Linked DNA regions of Mus musculus: regions 1, 2, 3 and 5 are each linked to region 4. The links are chromatin contacts, called in public promoter capture Hi-C maps. All regions are on one chromosome and are shown on one strand. Each heading gives the region's core, a stretch centred on a gene start, on an enhancer-like site or on the middle of the called end of the contact. The rest is flanking DNA. Distances are from core to core; before and after follow the strand shown.

Region 1 (2,777 bases), core at 264-2,763, 2.9 Mb before region 4:
AGGCAGGGGGATTTCTGAGTTCGAGGCCAGCCTGGTCTAAAGAGTGAGTTCCAGGACAGCCAGGGCTATACAGAGAAACCCTGTCTGGAAAAACAACAACAAAAAAAAAAAAAAAAAAAAAACAAAAACAAAAAGAACTAGTTTTACCTTTTATCCATCATATGTAACACAGTCATGTTTTATATATTTTCTGTAGCACTGAATTCTGTTGCCTCATCTCAGTTATTTGGAGAATGGTTAGGTACTTCATAGGGTAGACAACAAGCATGGTTTTCTGAGACAAACTTACTTGTTCGGATAAAAGAAACATTGTTGTTGTTTCAAGAAAAAGAACTTGTTACAATTTTCTACATAGCAACGTAGTTGTCTCTCCCGATTTTTTAAATGACTCATCGCTGTTGCAAGAAACTCTTGTGTAAAAAGGTTTCCAAGGGGAAAAAAAATTGATTTTAGCTAGAGTATTCATTTCGGCAACTTTTCTGGATAAATTGTATTCTCTAAAAATTCTAACACAACTTTCTCTTTGGAATATTCAAAAACATTTCGTAGCTAAGATTGGAAAAAGGCTTAAGCACACAGAATTTTCACTTAACCTCTTTTTCTTTTTCGTTTTTTAATCTTCATATAGGGATTTTCTAAGGTTATCTTAAAATTTGTCTGGGAATGGTGCTAGACGACTATAATCCCAGCATTGGACAGAGGGGCTCTGAGGCCGGAGAATAGCTGTGTGCTTCAGACTAGCCAGGATTACTTATCGAGACACTTTTTAAAACAACCATCAAATTATGCAACAACAACAAAAAACAAAAACAAAAAAACAAAAAAACGACAACCACAATTCGTGCTGGAGTTCGGCAAACTTTAACTCACAGCCACGTTTTTACCCCCAAGCACGCAGGCTCAAATTCATCTTGGAAGAATTCAAGGTAAAGTTTGCTCCATCGTGAATGCTTCATGGTCGAATCCATGACGATTCGAGATCAGGGAGTCGATGGTAGAGGTGTAGAAGGGTTAAGAGGTTACAAATCTTGTTACCCTGTTTCAACCTTGAATAAACCGAATTGCTGAAGGGTGGAGATCTGGAAAGCATTCCGAACATGCTTTCTAGACATTCTGAGTCGCGATTTCTACATCACCCAAGTCACTTAATTTTGGAAAGCAACATTAGCCTGGCTGATTTCGATAGTTTTTTATTTACACCCGGCATTGAGCAGACACTGCAGCCTACTGGACAAAGCTGGACGCCCTACGGGGTGGCCACAGGGCAGACTGATTTAACCACAGCTCTACAGGGAGCCTCACTGTCCGATCTATCCGCGGCCTTTCCCAGGACCGCGGACGGCGACCGCGGGTCCCAGCTCTCCGGTGCTGCTCCCGGCCCGCCGCTGGACGAAAGGAAAGAAACAGCCGCGGACCGGCCCCCGGCTGCGCATGCGCGGCGACGCCAACTCCGCTTCCTGAATTCTGGAGGAAGTGGCGTCGCGTTACTTCCGGCCTCCCTCTAGCTGCCATCTTGCGTCCCCGCGTGTGTGCGCCTTCTCTCAGCTGGTCTGCCCGAGACCCCCTGAGCGTGAACCTTAGTTCCCCGCGCGGCGCCATTTCCACTCCGACAAGGTACAGAAAAAAGGCCGTGGACGCCGGCGTGGGAGGAGACCGGGAGTTGGGGGTGGGGCGGGCGTTTCCCGGCAGGAGCGAGGCAGGGAGGGGACGGACGGAGCTGAGGAAAGCGATGCGACGGACGGGCGCTCCCACCCAGGCGGACTCTCGGGGGCGAGGGCGAGCCAGGGGCGGCTGGCCCGGGGCCGAAGCGACGCCCTCTCTCCCTCTCGGCGGAAGCCGAGGACGGGAGTCTCAGGTACCGCGAGGCCTGCGGAGAGTGGCCGGGCCGGGCAGGCCGTGGCGAGGCCTCGGCCCAGGCCGGGCAGGGCGGCGGGGAGCGGGGGATGCTCGGTCGCCGTGGGGCTGAGCCCGAGGCCGGGCCGGGCCGGGCGGGGGAGGGGCGAGGGGCCCTGTGCGCCCCGGCGAGCCTGGAGGGGTGAATTGGGGATCCAGGCCTCAGCCCGAGGGGGACGACGTTCTCCTGCGAGTGTAGCGGGAAATAACGAGCGTGGAATGCTGGAGGGGGGGCCCGGCCGTTCTTGTTCTTGGCTGAGGATTTTTTTTTTTCCTCTCTCTTTGTAGATGAAAGAAACAATCATGAACCAGGAGAAACTCGCCAAACTGCAGGCACAAGTGCGCATTGGTGGGAAAGTAAGTTTCTTTTTTTTTTTTCCTCCTTTCTTTTTCTCTCCTCTCTCTCTTCCAAAGTTCCGTTTGCATTTCTCACGTTGTTGGGTTTTTTGTTTTTTGTTTTTTTTGTTGTTGTTGTTGTTGTTTTTGGTTTGGTTGGTTGGTTTTTTGGGTTTTTTTTGTCACTTTGCTTGGCAGGGGACATTTCGCAAAGCTAGCAAATCCAAGGGAAATGAGACCAATACTAAGAGACAAGGAGGAGATAGATAGATAGATAGATAGTAGGGGTGAGGTCGGTCATCGAGTAGAGAAGAAAATAGCACTTAAAAACGGTGCCTTGCTTGCAAGAGGTTCAGGATTATGGCGCATATAAACAAATGTTACTGGATTTTATGAATGGGGGGGAAAGTATGTTCTCTGCCAAATCTTTGTGTACCGTGTACCCTTGACTTGTACAATGTTGGGGGTGGTTATTTTGTTACCTTTGAGTTGTCCTGAGATCCAACACATGTTTTGGTACATGCTAGAGGACCTCTCAACTCCCAAAC
Region 2 (2,700 bases), core at 110-2,609, 2.8 Mb after region 4:
TTGCTTCTCCTTACAGGTGTTCCTGGGGAGGGAATTTGGGCTACTGTACCTGGCTACTAAGCAGGTTCTTTCAAAAGTCCTACTTTATATGTGAATTTGTGTTAACTTATATCCACACCAGGATATGAGAGTATCCACACTATTCTCACCAATGAATTCATCTATAAATTAAGCAAATTGGTAAAACAGATTTATGGAGAATACACTGTTTCTGCTATATTAAGTTTGAACATCAATAAAATGTGGTAGACATGCTATTTTGTGAACTGATTTGCATATACTTTAAAATGTTGTTTTGTTCATTTAAAATAACTCTTATTTGTCCTTACATTGTACTATATACTTTTGCCCCTAATTTGTATGCACAAGCCACTGCTTCTGAATTGAGGTTCCAAAAAGACGACGGCCCCATTTTATCTGTGACAGTGTCCAACGTATAAAAGTGAAAATACACACTGTACTTTGTAGAATTATTCTTATATTTTTGGTTGTGAGACTAGCCTTTAACGGCTGAGCCATCTCTCCAGCCCTTGTGGAATTATTCTTAAGATTAATTAGCTAATGTAAGCGAAGCATCTCTTTTGCATTGTCTGTCAAAGAACAGGCCAGTCACCTTACACAACCAAAAGTTTTGCTCTTGGCAAAAATCAGAGTTTAGAAGGGGAACCAGAAGTAGAGATGCAGAATCTCTGAAAGATAAACTACAGTTGCCAATTACTGAATTGAGGACCTGAGCTCTGACTGTGAAGTCTCTTGAGTACAAATCACAGCAGCGATAACGCTTGTAATCTCTCGAAAGCCTAGGCGAGCCAGCAGTCCCCAAGCTGGTCCGGATACTAATTTTCTCTTCGCTCTCTTTGAATTTTAGAAAACTCGTGGTGAAAATGCGAAGGCCGAAGCAGAGAGCGCGCGCGAGGCATCGGGCATCTCCTTCCGAGAGGGTAGCTGGCTTCTGGTTTTAGACAGCAGCCGCTCTGGAGGCTACAGAGGGTTGGAAATGCAGAAGTACAGCCAGAAGTGCAGGGCGGCGTCGGCCAATCCGCTCACCCAAGGACCGGCATTTAGGAGCTGCCCGGAGGTGAGATACAGTGTCGGCCGCTGGATTTGGCTGGTGCAAACCGGAGTGCCGGGTCAGCTGAGCTGTGGCACTAGTCACCTCCTGAGGCCAGCAGAAGAGCGTCCTTGGAACAGCGTCCGAGCGCAGGATCCCAACGGAGTCGCCTGGCCACTTCCGGCGCGCCCGCGTGGACTGGCTCGGACCCGAGCAGCGCGCATGCGCATAGATCAAGCCTCCCGGAGGGGGCGTGGCAGCGGGAAGCATTCTCTGCGCCTGCGCCCTTCTCTGCTAGGTCGGCTGGGGACGAGCTCTAGGCTGGCGTCGCGCTGTCCTGGGTGTCGTGGCCGGGTTACTCTTCACGCCTCACTGCGGCGTCGCGTCGAGTCCCCGAGAGCTCGGCGGGGTGTGGGGAGGTAAGAGCCTCGGAGCCGCCACCGGCCTCTCCTCAGCGTACTGCGGGCGGAGGGGCGGGGCGGCCTCGGACTCGCTAGGCTGCGACGGCCCGGCCTCGCCTTCCTCCGGGACCCGCCTGCCACCCTGGGCTCTGTGCGGCCGAGATACCCGACCCCATCGCGGGCTGGGCTGGGCCGGGTCGGGCCGCACTGGATCCCGCGAGTCCCCGCGGCGCCTGTTGTCGCCGCCTCCTCCGTTTCACTGATGCCTCAGTGTTCGCTCGCTGTCTTTGGTGCCTCTGAAGAGATGACCTTAACTTTTAACAGTTAACCTGTTTGTGCGACCGTGATTGCAATTTGTTACATTCCAGACTCATGTTCTTGGTTAGCCATGTCAGAAAACCAGCCCGTAAATTTAAATATTAACTTCATCTTTTAATTCAAAGAATAAGTTGGTGATGTCATCCGGTTCCGTCACTTACTCGGCTGAGTTTGGCATTTCTCGAGTTGGCAAAAGTTTAGTGGTTTGATCGTGTCTGTCCGATTTTTCACATAACTTCTTTTTTCCCCCTTCTCTTTGATATTAAACTACACATTTAGTGGCAAGCTATTTAAAAATTAGAGGAGGGAATTAGGAATGAGCTAGTCACCATTCCACCGTGCAAAAGTAACCAGCCGCTTACCATTTTGACATTTTTCTTTGTCCTTTTTTTTTTTTTTTTTTTTTTTTTTTGGCCCCTGTTGCATTTTAAACTTAAAATGATAAGAGTGTTGCTCACCTTTCCCATGTTTTTAAAAGCTGTACACATATACCCATTACATTTTTTTACTATACACATAATAATATGAGCAAAAACAATCTTTTGAAGTAGCTACCTTACAAATAAAACTAATTTTTTTGTCCCCAGTCATAATGCCAATTACACATAGTATCCTATATGGTTGAAGATAATGACAATTGAAAAATATTCAAGAAAATGTAATTGTTAATGCAGAATATTTACCATTTTGAAAATTAAAACTCTGGAAATTCTTTTTTTTCTTCACATATTCACTTAAAAATAGTCATACAATGAAGCAAATACTTTATTATATTAAAAAATCTTGGTTGTTTTTAAATTCTAATTCTAATGTACATTGAACATTTTCTTCATGATCATATTACTGTCTTTCACAATTTTATACCCCTTACAGTCTAGTGTCCAACTGCCTTCTAATATATTTTTATTATTTTTATATTGTTAGAATATT
Region 3 (2,768 bases), core at 157-2,656, 2.1 Mb before region 4:
CCACCAGGGGAACCAGTCACCAGTATTCTAGTACTTTCCTGTCATCTACAAAAATCACTCACAGTCTTTACTAAATACGATTTATAAAAAATGGCCCCTGCAGCTGCCGCAGATATCTCCTAGGCCGGCAGAGATGGGAGGGCGGGACTCGGCTAGAGCTAGAATCCTTGCGGTCTCCGGGCTACGACCAGGCAACAGCTTTCCCAGGACGATCCTAGGAAGAAGGCAGGATGCTCCCCTGGGGAGTTCCGGGGGGCAGGGGAGCTCTGCCTGGACCTAGAGATGGCTGCATCCCAGCAGGGTGGTGACCTTTTGTTTCTACTGGTTTTCAAAGACACCAAGGTTTTGTTCTTAATTCACACGCGCGTGCGCGCGCACACGGGAGAGAGGGAAGGGGGCGGGGAAGAAGGAGTGAGAGAGAAGAGAGAATTAGGACCCAACTAATCCAGCAACAAGCTTGTCCTGGCACCTTGAGAGGTTAACCAATTTCACTCTCCTGTAACTGGAGCGAAGCCTTTCTTTTCTCCCTGAGGGGGACAGAACAGGGTCCCCTCTCTGCAGCCCCCACCCCACCCCCCAGAGACTCAGCTTTCCTGAACAATAACCCAACTGTCTGGACAGGATGGGAAACTGTCTCAGTGAGTTGGGAGCCCACCCTTGTACAAACCCAGACATGCACAAAAAGTTCCGCGTTTCACCGCAGGAAGTGAGGACGGTGGCTTCAGGCATCATTAATCATTTTGAAGCGATTATTCTTAAAAGGGAGTGAAAAAAAAATACAAAGATGCAGCTTGAGTTAGTCATGCCCAATAAAAATCAGCACTTCTCCAAATCGTATTTCCCTGAATCCATGTGGAACGTTTAAGAGCACTCTCCACTGACAAGAGTCCAGACCAGATAGGGAGTCTGTTTCCTCTGTAATTAGAACTCCCTCAAATACTTGGGACCTGACAGGGCTAGATAGGGAAGGGCGCGTGGGGTAGCGGCGAAGCTTTATTTCCTCTGCCTTCCAGCCCAGGAATGCACAACACATTTTAACAAGAAGATAAAGCAAGAACAATTTAGGGTTTTGCGTCCTCGGGGAATCTTTTTTACACCCCCCCCCCAATTGAAATTCCGTAAAACAAAGCTAAGAACAATCCTGCTTTGTCTCCTAATTGAGCTAGGGAACTGTGAAATCCCCTACCCCACCCCCATCACCTCACCAGGCCCCGAGCCCAGCAGGCAGGGGCCGGGAAAGCAGTAATTCCCAAGATTGCCTGCCCCATGGGGTGGGTGCTTACAGAGCAGGTCCATCCTGAGCGGTCATTCAAATCTGCTCACCCTTACAGGAAACACGCCCCGGTCCAGGCCTTTGAAGTAACAGTGTGTCACCAGCAGAAGGAAAGTGATCGCTAGAAAATGAAATCTACTCCATCCTTTCAAAGACATTGCATTTCCTGTGATTCCTGGGTCCAGAGGAAATGCACTCGATGAAATTGAATTAATTTTTTTTTTCCTCCTGAAGTCACCTGGTCTGCCAGAAGCCTCTCTCATCAGTTCCCTCTCACTGAGCCATTGGCCGAGTCCCCAATTTATTCATTTATTTCTTAATCGAGATATCTAGAGCAGAAATCACAGGATATATGTAGAAAACTGCCCCCCTCTTACCATGGCTCCCTCCTCACTCCTGCAGACACTTCACAGGTAAGTGAGCCTAGGGGCTGATGCCACAACCTTCCTCTCCATCCCCCGGGACCATGTTTGTCTATTTTGTTGGTCAGATTTGATTATTATTTGTCATTTTTCTCCTAGCTTAGCCCCCCCCCCCACACACAGAGTTTTTGTACAGTCCCAGGAAGACCCTTAAAAATGTGCTGAGTCACACTGACTTCTAGGAGTTTCAGGGAGGAGCAGGTATCTATCTGTAACCCTGTAGACTGATATTAAAGAGCCTAAGCCGGGTAACCCGAGTGTCCACAGGGGCATGCGGGGCAGCCTGGGGTATTCAGTCAGAGCCAAAACAGGGCAAAGACGTTTGGAAGATGGGATGTAAATGTTCATTTAGGCCGAAAGATGGTGTCCTGCAGTGCAATTAGGACCCAGCCTGGGAAGTCAATGCCCCAGCGGCTAGAGGAGAGAGCTGAAAAAGGAAACCCGCAGCAGAGATGGCAGATGGGTAAAGAGTTACATCATCCAGAGAGGGCAGTCAGGTAAGGAAGAATTTTAAGGATATCAGAAAGACTAGATTGGAAATGGATGTTAATATGAATAGTGTTCAATGGATAAAGATAAATACAAAACTAAGCATTACTCTGTGTTGGTTTTCAGACCGTGGACAAAGCGTTGAGGTGCATATTTAACATACCAAAGTGGATCTGGCCTTCAGGTTCTCCCAGCATCCTTCAGTCTCAACCTGGGTCTCTACCTACCCTCTACATATCCTCTACACATTCCGCTGGCATATCTCCCTCCCTTCTGTCTCCCTCCCCACGGTGACTTTCCTGGCCTCTATCCTTGGGATCGGTGAACTCACTAACCCAGGAAAGGTTTTCCAATAACCTGCCTTTAGATATACTCTAATCTGGCTTAATTTGGCTCGTTTCATGAAATAACTTTTGCTTGTTTGTTTGTTTGTTTGTTTGTTTGTTTTTCGAGACAGGGTTTCTCTGTGTAGCCCTGGTTGTCCTGGAACTCACTCTGTAGAGCAGGCTGGCCTCAAACTCAGAAATCCACCTGCCTATGCCTCCTAAGTGCTGGGGAAATAACTTATTGCTCTGTAATGAAGT
Region 4 (2,700 bases), core at 71-2,570:
GACAAGAACCCAGGATCCTCCTGCCTCAGCTTTTCTTGCTCTGCAGCTCTGGCAGGCCAGGGACTTGCTCTGCCACAGGCTGTCAGTTCACCTGCCTCTGTCTTCTGAGTACTTGAATCACAGGCTTGTATCACCACATGTGACTCTGTACTTTTGAGTAAAGATTTTATTTAACCTTTGTAGCCGAACACTGGAAAAATTCACAAAATGAAAATAAATACTTCTCTTCAGTCTTTTAAAAAGCCCCATCGTATATATTCACTGTACACAGTACTGTGTCGCATAAGGGCATTTTCATACTTTTTTTACATTAAGTATATTCTTTCCTTTACCTTGGCCTCATTTCTCCCCCTTACTAATCTCTTCTCTTCCCCTACACAGTTGCTGTTACTCTCATGTCATAAAAATAATTATCTTTATCCTTATCTATTTATGCTATTAGCAGATCAGATAATATAGATAAATGATTTTATAAATCTATACAAAACCTAGGAACCATGTGTAAGAGAAAACACATGGTATTTGCTTTTCTGGAACTGGCTTAATTCCGTATCTCCAGATATATCTATTTGTAAATATAAACCATTTTGCTACAAATAACTTAATTTTATTTTAATTTATCGTTTAAAAATACATTGCGTATATATGCCATATCTTCCTTAATTCACAACACTGTTGTTAGTCACCTTGTCGGGTTTTGTAACTTAGCTATTATAATTAATATGCCAAGTCTCTCTGTGATATGTTGACTGGGAGTCAGGAGTGGCTTTGCTGGGTCACATACTGACTATGTATAAAAGTAAGGTTTTTTTATTCATATTTTTTTTTTTTTTAAAAAAAAGGCATCCTACAGAACCATCGCGATTATATGGTTGTTTTATGGTAACAGACTAAAGGAGAGCTCATAAGTAGTCCTCCAGTAACAGGAACGGGACAGATGATAGTGATGGTCTTGCAAAGCTATGTAAAGGACATGCTCTTAACAAAGCTATGTCGTGTGAATCCCTTTAGTCTGGGAAGAGAATTCAATGTTAAAGTTCCCATTATAAGGCGAACTTACAAAGTGCACTTCTAAGAATACTTGTACATTGGAAGAACCCTCGATTTTGAATGGGGAAACATTTCACCAATCGGACTCAAACTCCTACACTACAATACAAGGGAAACAATCGGAAGTAAAAACACAGGCCGTTGTTTGGGCACATAAACACCAATTTGTACCCAGCTCCTAGCCCCGTGTACCAGCGCGATCAGACCCTTCTAGCTTTCCGTCGCTTCCTTTTTCCGTCTTGGCTCCGCCCTCCTCCGGCTTAGCGTTTCCGGCTCAGCCCGGAACTAGAGGCTTCCGCTGGGTTCGCTTTAGTTCTCCCGTCCGCTGGCTTCCCGGAGACTGTCACCGGGCGGGTGTCCGCGCGGCCCGGGTAGAGTCGGCTTCGTCCCCAAGCTCGCAGTCCCGGCCGCCGTCTTCGGGGGCGACATGGCCGGGGCCCGCTGCGGTCGTCCGAGCGTGAGGCCGCCCCTCGCAGCCCGCGCGCTCCAGTGGCCCCTGGGCCAGTGGGCCCCGGTGTCGTCCTAAGCAGCCCGGTCCGCGCCCCGCGGGCTCGGCGCTCACGGCCGCATGGCCTCCGAGGCGCCCTCGCCGCCTTCGCCTTCTCCGCCGCCGCCCGCCTCTCCGGAGCCGGAGCTGGCGCAGCTCAGGCGGAAGGTGGAGAAGTTGGAGCGCGAGCTGCGGAGCTGCCGGAGGCAGGTGCGGGAGGTGGAGAAGCTGCTGCAGCACACGGAGCGACTCTACCGCAACGCCGAGAGCGACAACCAGGAGCTCCGCACGCAGGTACGCGGCTGCCGGGGCCAGACCTGCTCCACGGACCCTGGGAAGTCATGACAGCCCAGAGCTGGTCAAAATCCCAAAGACCTGTGGAGCCAGTTGGCCAGTGCCAGCCAATTGGTTTGGGCAGTTGTCTCAGGGCAGGCGAGAATGAACTTCAGCATGGGCTACATGGTCTTGATCGTCTGTCCTACTGGCAATGGGCGCATTTATTTGGGGGGGGGGGTCACGTTTAAGAGTTTTTTGTTATTTGTTTTGTTTGGTTGAGTTTTTAATTCTTATTTTGGTTGATACGAAATCTCCATTTGGGGCCTTGAACTTGCTGTGTAACAGAGGATGACCTTGAAGTTCAACTTTTGATCCATGTCAACACTTCCCAAGTGCTGAGGTTGTGGGCTTGCATTTTTCTCCACCGCCCCCCCCCTTCGCCCCCCAAACACACACATTTGGGATTCAATTGAGAATCTACGCAGGTCAGCCTGGCTTAGGTCTTAAAATGCAGCCCAAGTTTGACTCAAACTCAGACTCCCTCCTAGGCTGGGATTTCAGGCATGAGCCAACACCCACCCATCCCCTTTTGAGAACTTAGAATGCCATTTCCTACCTCGTGTTTCCCTGCTGTTTATAAAGTCAGGGTGATAATAGTGTACAGCAGTGACGTTTAAAAGCAGGAACATAGTTTAGTTTTACACTCTTGAACATACTCCATGTGTAAGGTGACCTCAGTTATCCTCTTGGGTTCACTTGTAGGAAGGTACATCCGCCTTTCTTACAGATACTAGAAATGTGTTTCATTTTCATAATCTGTAGTGAGGCAGATGCTTGACAGTGATGCTTAAAAAACAATACAGTTTTACCTTGTTCATTGAACAGTT
Region 5 (2,700 bases), core at 120-2,619, 2.9 Mb before region 4:
AATACAAAACTTCCAGGAGAGACATGAAGACACTACAGTCACACAAAGTATCACATAACAAAGTTGCTACATTTTGTCAGAAGGCCACAGGAACAGAAAGTTAGTTTATAGCACTCAATGGGAACTGTTTCTAAGGAAAGAACAATTTCTTCTAGGCACGTGTGGGTTGAGCCGCAACTCCACCCCCTCTCCTCCCCAGTTCTCCCAGGGGATGTCCAGTGCTATTCTCTTGAAAACTTCCTTTCAAGCTCCCATTAAAGGGGGAAAAAACTGCCAGATGGAGATCTTTTTTCTTTTGACACGAGGTCTTACTTATTTTGTAGCCTCGACTCTGACTCCGGAGTGCTGGGATTAAAGGTGTGTACCACCTCCCTCACCTGGTTTAAGATCACTCTTAGGAGCCACCGCACACAAAACCTACCTAGTGCCTCATATTTTCTGATCTTAATTTGGACAATTTTTTTTTTTACAGTTTCTTTCCCATATTTTCTAATTGGGTCTGATAATTTATTTTCAACACCAACTAATTCGATGTGCTAGACATGCAAATCACGAGTTTCCCGAGACTCAATCCTTCCTAAAATGGGGTTAAAATAGTCACCTCTTTGCGGACCCCTATAGAACAATAGGTTTCAATAGACGGAATTACCAGTCTTTGACCAGAGAACAGGAAAGGAAAAGGGAACGGTTATCTAGACTGGATTACAGAGATAAGCAAAGACTGTTGATTCGCCAAGACTTGAAGCACAAGGGAGGGAAAAAACGAAATGACAGAGATGGTGAGAAAGAGTTAAGAAAGAAAGGGTGGGTAGGCTCGCCAGCCAGACGCCTGGGAAGGGAGAGTATAATGCAAGCAGGGGGCACAGTCCCCAATGGAAGCTAATCACAGAGGCTTCGGGTTCTTCCTAATTCTTGAAATTGTCCTACAGTGGGGGCAAAGGTGCTATAAAAAACGAAAGGCGTCTCACGGGCGACAGGTGTCCGGGCGGGCGTTCCCGCTCTACGGCCGCGGGGTGACACCCGCTCCCGCTCCGACGCGGCGAGCGGATCCGGGGACAGGGGCCGGTCAGGCGGGTGGTACACGCGCCCTGAGCTCAGCGGGAGAGCGGCTCTGGCCTGGCCTAGCCAGATCGGTCCCGAGCCCCGGGCCTGCTTCGGGCCCAGACGTCACTTCCTATCTTTTATCTCCTCTGGAAAAAGCCCAGAGCGTTCGGTGAAGGCGAGACGACTCCCAGGGATCGCTTCTTGTTTCCCTAGCGCCCCGTAGCCCATCCTCTCGGAGAACCATGGATCGCCTCAGTTCCGGGTCATTGGAGAGCGGCCCGGGGCCCCGCCCAGGGCCCCGCCCACCAGGGCGCTTTCTTGTAGTTCTTTGGGTCGTAAACCTTCTGCGCCTGCGCTGCACGTCATCTTCCCGCGACGCGCCTCTGCGCCTCCGCGTTTCCGGCTCCTGGACTGTCCGCGTGATTTTGAGCGAGTGCTGCAGAGCGGTATGCTGTAGGGAGCTGGCGAAGTCTGGGGAGTCGTCCTGGGGATCGGTGCCTCGGTGGACCCTCGGGGCCCCGCGGAGGTAGGCGATGGCGGCTCCCGGTGGCGGCCCAGGCTCTGCTCAGTCCTCACTGTGATCTCTGACATCCTGGACGTCTGTTCTGGGGCTTCCCCCGGAGATCACTGAACTTATCTGCCTCCGCGATTTAATTTTGACCCAGGCTTTGCTCCTCTGTAGTCGCTCTCCTAGCCACCTCTGTCAGTCCCTGGAGCAATCTCTTCTCCAAGGCCAAGGACAGAATTCTGTTTTAGTGATTTGAGGATGGCTGGGTATTCGTCCCTCTCTGCACCTCCGCTCTGCTTCTTTTGTGCCCATCGTGCCACATTATGCTTAGAGACCCCGCTGAAATGACATTATGTCCAGGTAGAATTAAACATCTCCCTCTTACATGTTCTCAGTACCCTTCAGGGTTTATTTGATCACACCTTGTGTCGTAATGCCTGTTATTCCGTGAATCCCAGTTTCTTAGGTCCTGACTTGGTCCAGTGATTTTCCTAACATTCGTTTTCATAGCATCTCATTGCTTGTTCTGTCTTCCCTTGCACGTCCCCGCCAATGCTGTTCTTCATTTGTGTAACTTAGCAAGCCAGCGCTACTTCTCACTTCTTTCCTCGAAAACCTTTCATTTCTTGAAAAATAGACTTAGGAGGTACTATTCCTGGGACAGATCTATTCCGGTGCCTGTTTTTATCTAGTGAGCCAATAATGGTTTTTGCAGATAAACATACTGTCTTATGTACAGTGATTTGGCTTGAAACTAAATGAAATAGGCCTTGACCTCAAAGAATTGTATTTCCTTTCAACAACAACAAATGCGTTTGTGAGTACTAGTGAAAAAATTTCTTGCCATGTCATTAACTATAGAATATCTTCTGCTTTGTCGGTTGGTTGGCCAGACCTAAAATATTTACCATCTGGCCCTTGATAGTGTTTGAGAACACCTGTTGGAAGGCAGAGAGGGATTTCTGAGGGACAGAATGACTTCCTGTGCTGACCTTAAATAGGAAGTACGTAGTGAAAGGGCATTCCTGGTATGTTAAAGCAAAAGTGAGTGTGAAGTGAATGAACCTTGGTTTGCTCTGCTTCATCAAAATAGCAATTAGAATAAGTTAAACTGATTGCTTTGGTGCTGCTGATGTCGGCTGTGCAGG

Evidence for each region. Promoter capture Hi-C pulls out the DNA fragments that hold promoters and counts their contacts. Capture Hi-C pulls out chosen DNA fragments and counts their contacts.
Region 1: a promoter capture Hi-C map of liver shows a contact between it and region 4, with 2.7 times the contacts expected there. The contact joins the promoter of Btf3 here to the promoter of Aggf1 in region 4. A contact is called at or near these places in 4 of 39 promoter capture datasets (the C10 cell line, hippocampal neurons, liver and 1 more) and 1 of 9 other capture datasets (liver).
Region 2: a promoter capture Hi-C map of liver shows a contact between it and region 4, with 4 times the contacts expected there. The contact joins the promoter of Zfyve16 here to the promoter of Aggf1 in region 4. A contact is called at or near these places in 2 of 39 promoter capture datasets (hippocampal neurons and liver) and 1 of 9 other capture datasets (liver).
Region 3: a promoter capture Hi-C map of liver shows a contact between it and region 4, with 2.6 times the contacts expected there. The contact joins the promoter of Lncenc1 here to the promoter of Aggf1 in region 4. A contact is called at or near these places in 2 of 39 promoter capture datasets (both in liver).
Region 5: a contact with region 4 is called in a promoter capture Hi-C map of liver, with 4 times the contacts expected there. The contact joins the promoter of Ankra2 here to the promoter of Aggf1 in region 4. A contact is called at or near these places in 6 of 39 promoter capture datasets (the C10 cell line, hippocampal neurons, liver and 2 more), 1 of 115 datasets of contacts at active chromatin or transcription factors (astrocytes) and 1 of 9 other capture datasets (liver).

Annotation. Positions count from the first base shown.
Region 1 is chr13:98,315,703-98,318,479 of GRCm38.p6, reverse strand. Btf3 (basic transcription factor 3) reads left to right here and starts at 1,513. Exons shown (of 6, transcript NM_145455.3): 1 at 1,513-1,855; 2 at 2,182-2,250. The coding sequence starts at 1,730. It overlaps Gm9828 (predicted gene 9828), which reads right to left and starts at 1,364. Exons shown (of 4, transcript NR_137279.1): 1 at 871-1,364.
Region 2 is chr13:92,529,469-92,532,168 of GRCm38.p6, reverse strand. Zfyve16 (zinc finger, FYVE domain containing 16) reads left to right here and starts at 1,359. Exons shown (of 18, transcript NM_173392.4): 1 at 1,359-1,470.
Region 3 is chr13:97,433,608-97,436,375 of GRCm38.p6, reverse strand. It overlaps Lncenc1 (long non-coding RNA, embryonic stem cells expressed 1), which reads right to left and starts at 1,406. Exons shown (of 2, transcript NR_110432.1): 1 at 1,284-1,406.
Region 4 is chr13:95,373,977-95,376,676 of GRCm38.p6, reverse strand. Aggf1 (angiogenic factor with G patch and FHA domains 1) reads left to right here and starts at 1,320. Exons shown (of 14, transcript NM_025630.3): 1 at 1,320-1,831. The coding sequence starts at 1,619.
Region 5 is chr13:98,261,745-98,264,444 of GRCm38.p6, reverse strand. Ankra2 (ankyrin repeat, family A (RFXANK-like), 2) reads right to left here and starts at 1,369. Exons shown (of 8, transcript NM_001271388.1): 1 at 969-1,369. It overlaps Utp15 (UTP15 small subunit processome component), which reads left to right and starts at 1,453. Exons shown (of 13, transcript NM_178918.3): 1 at 1,453-1,570.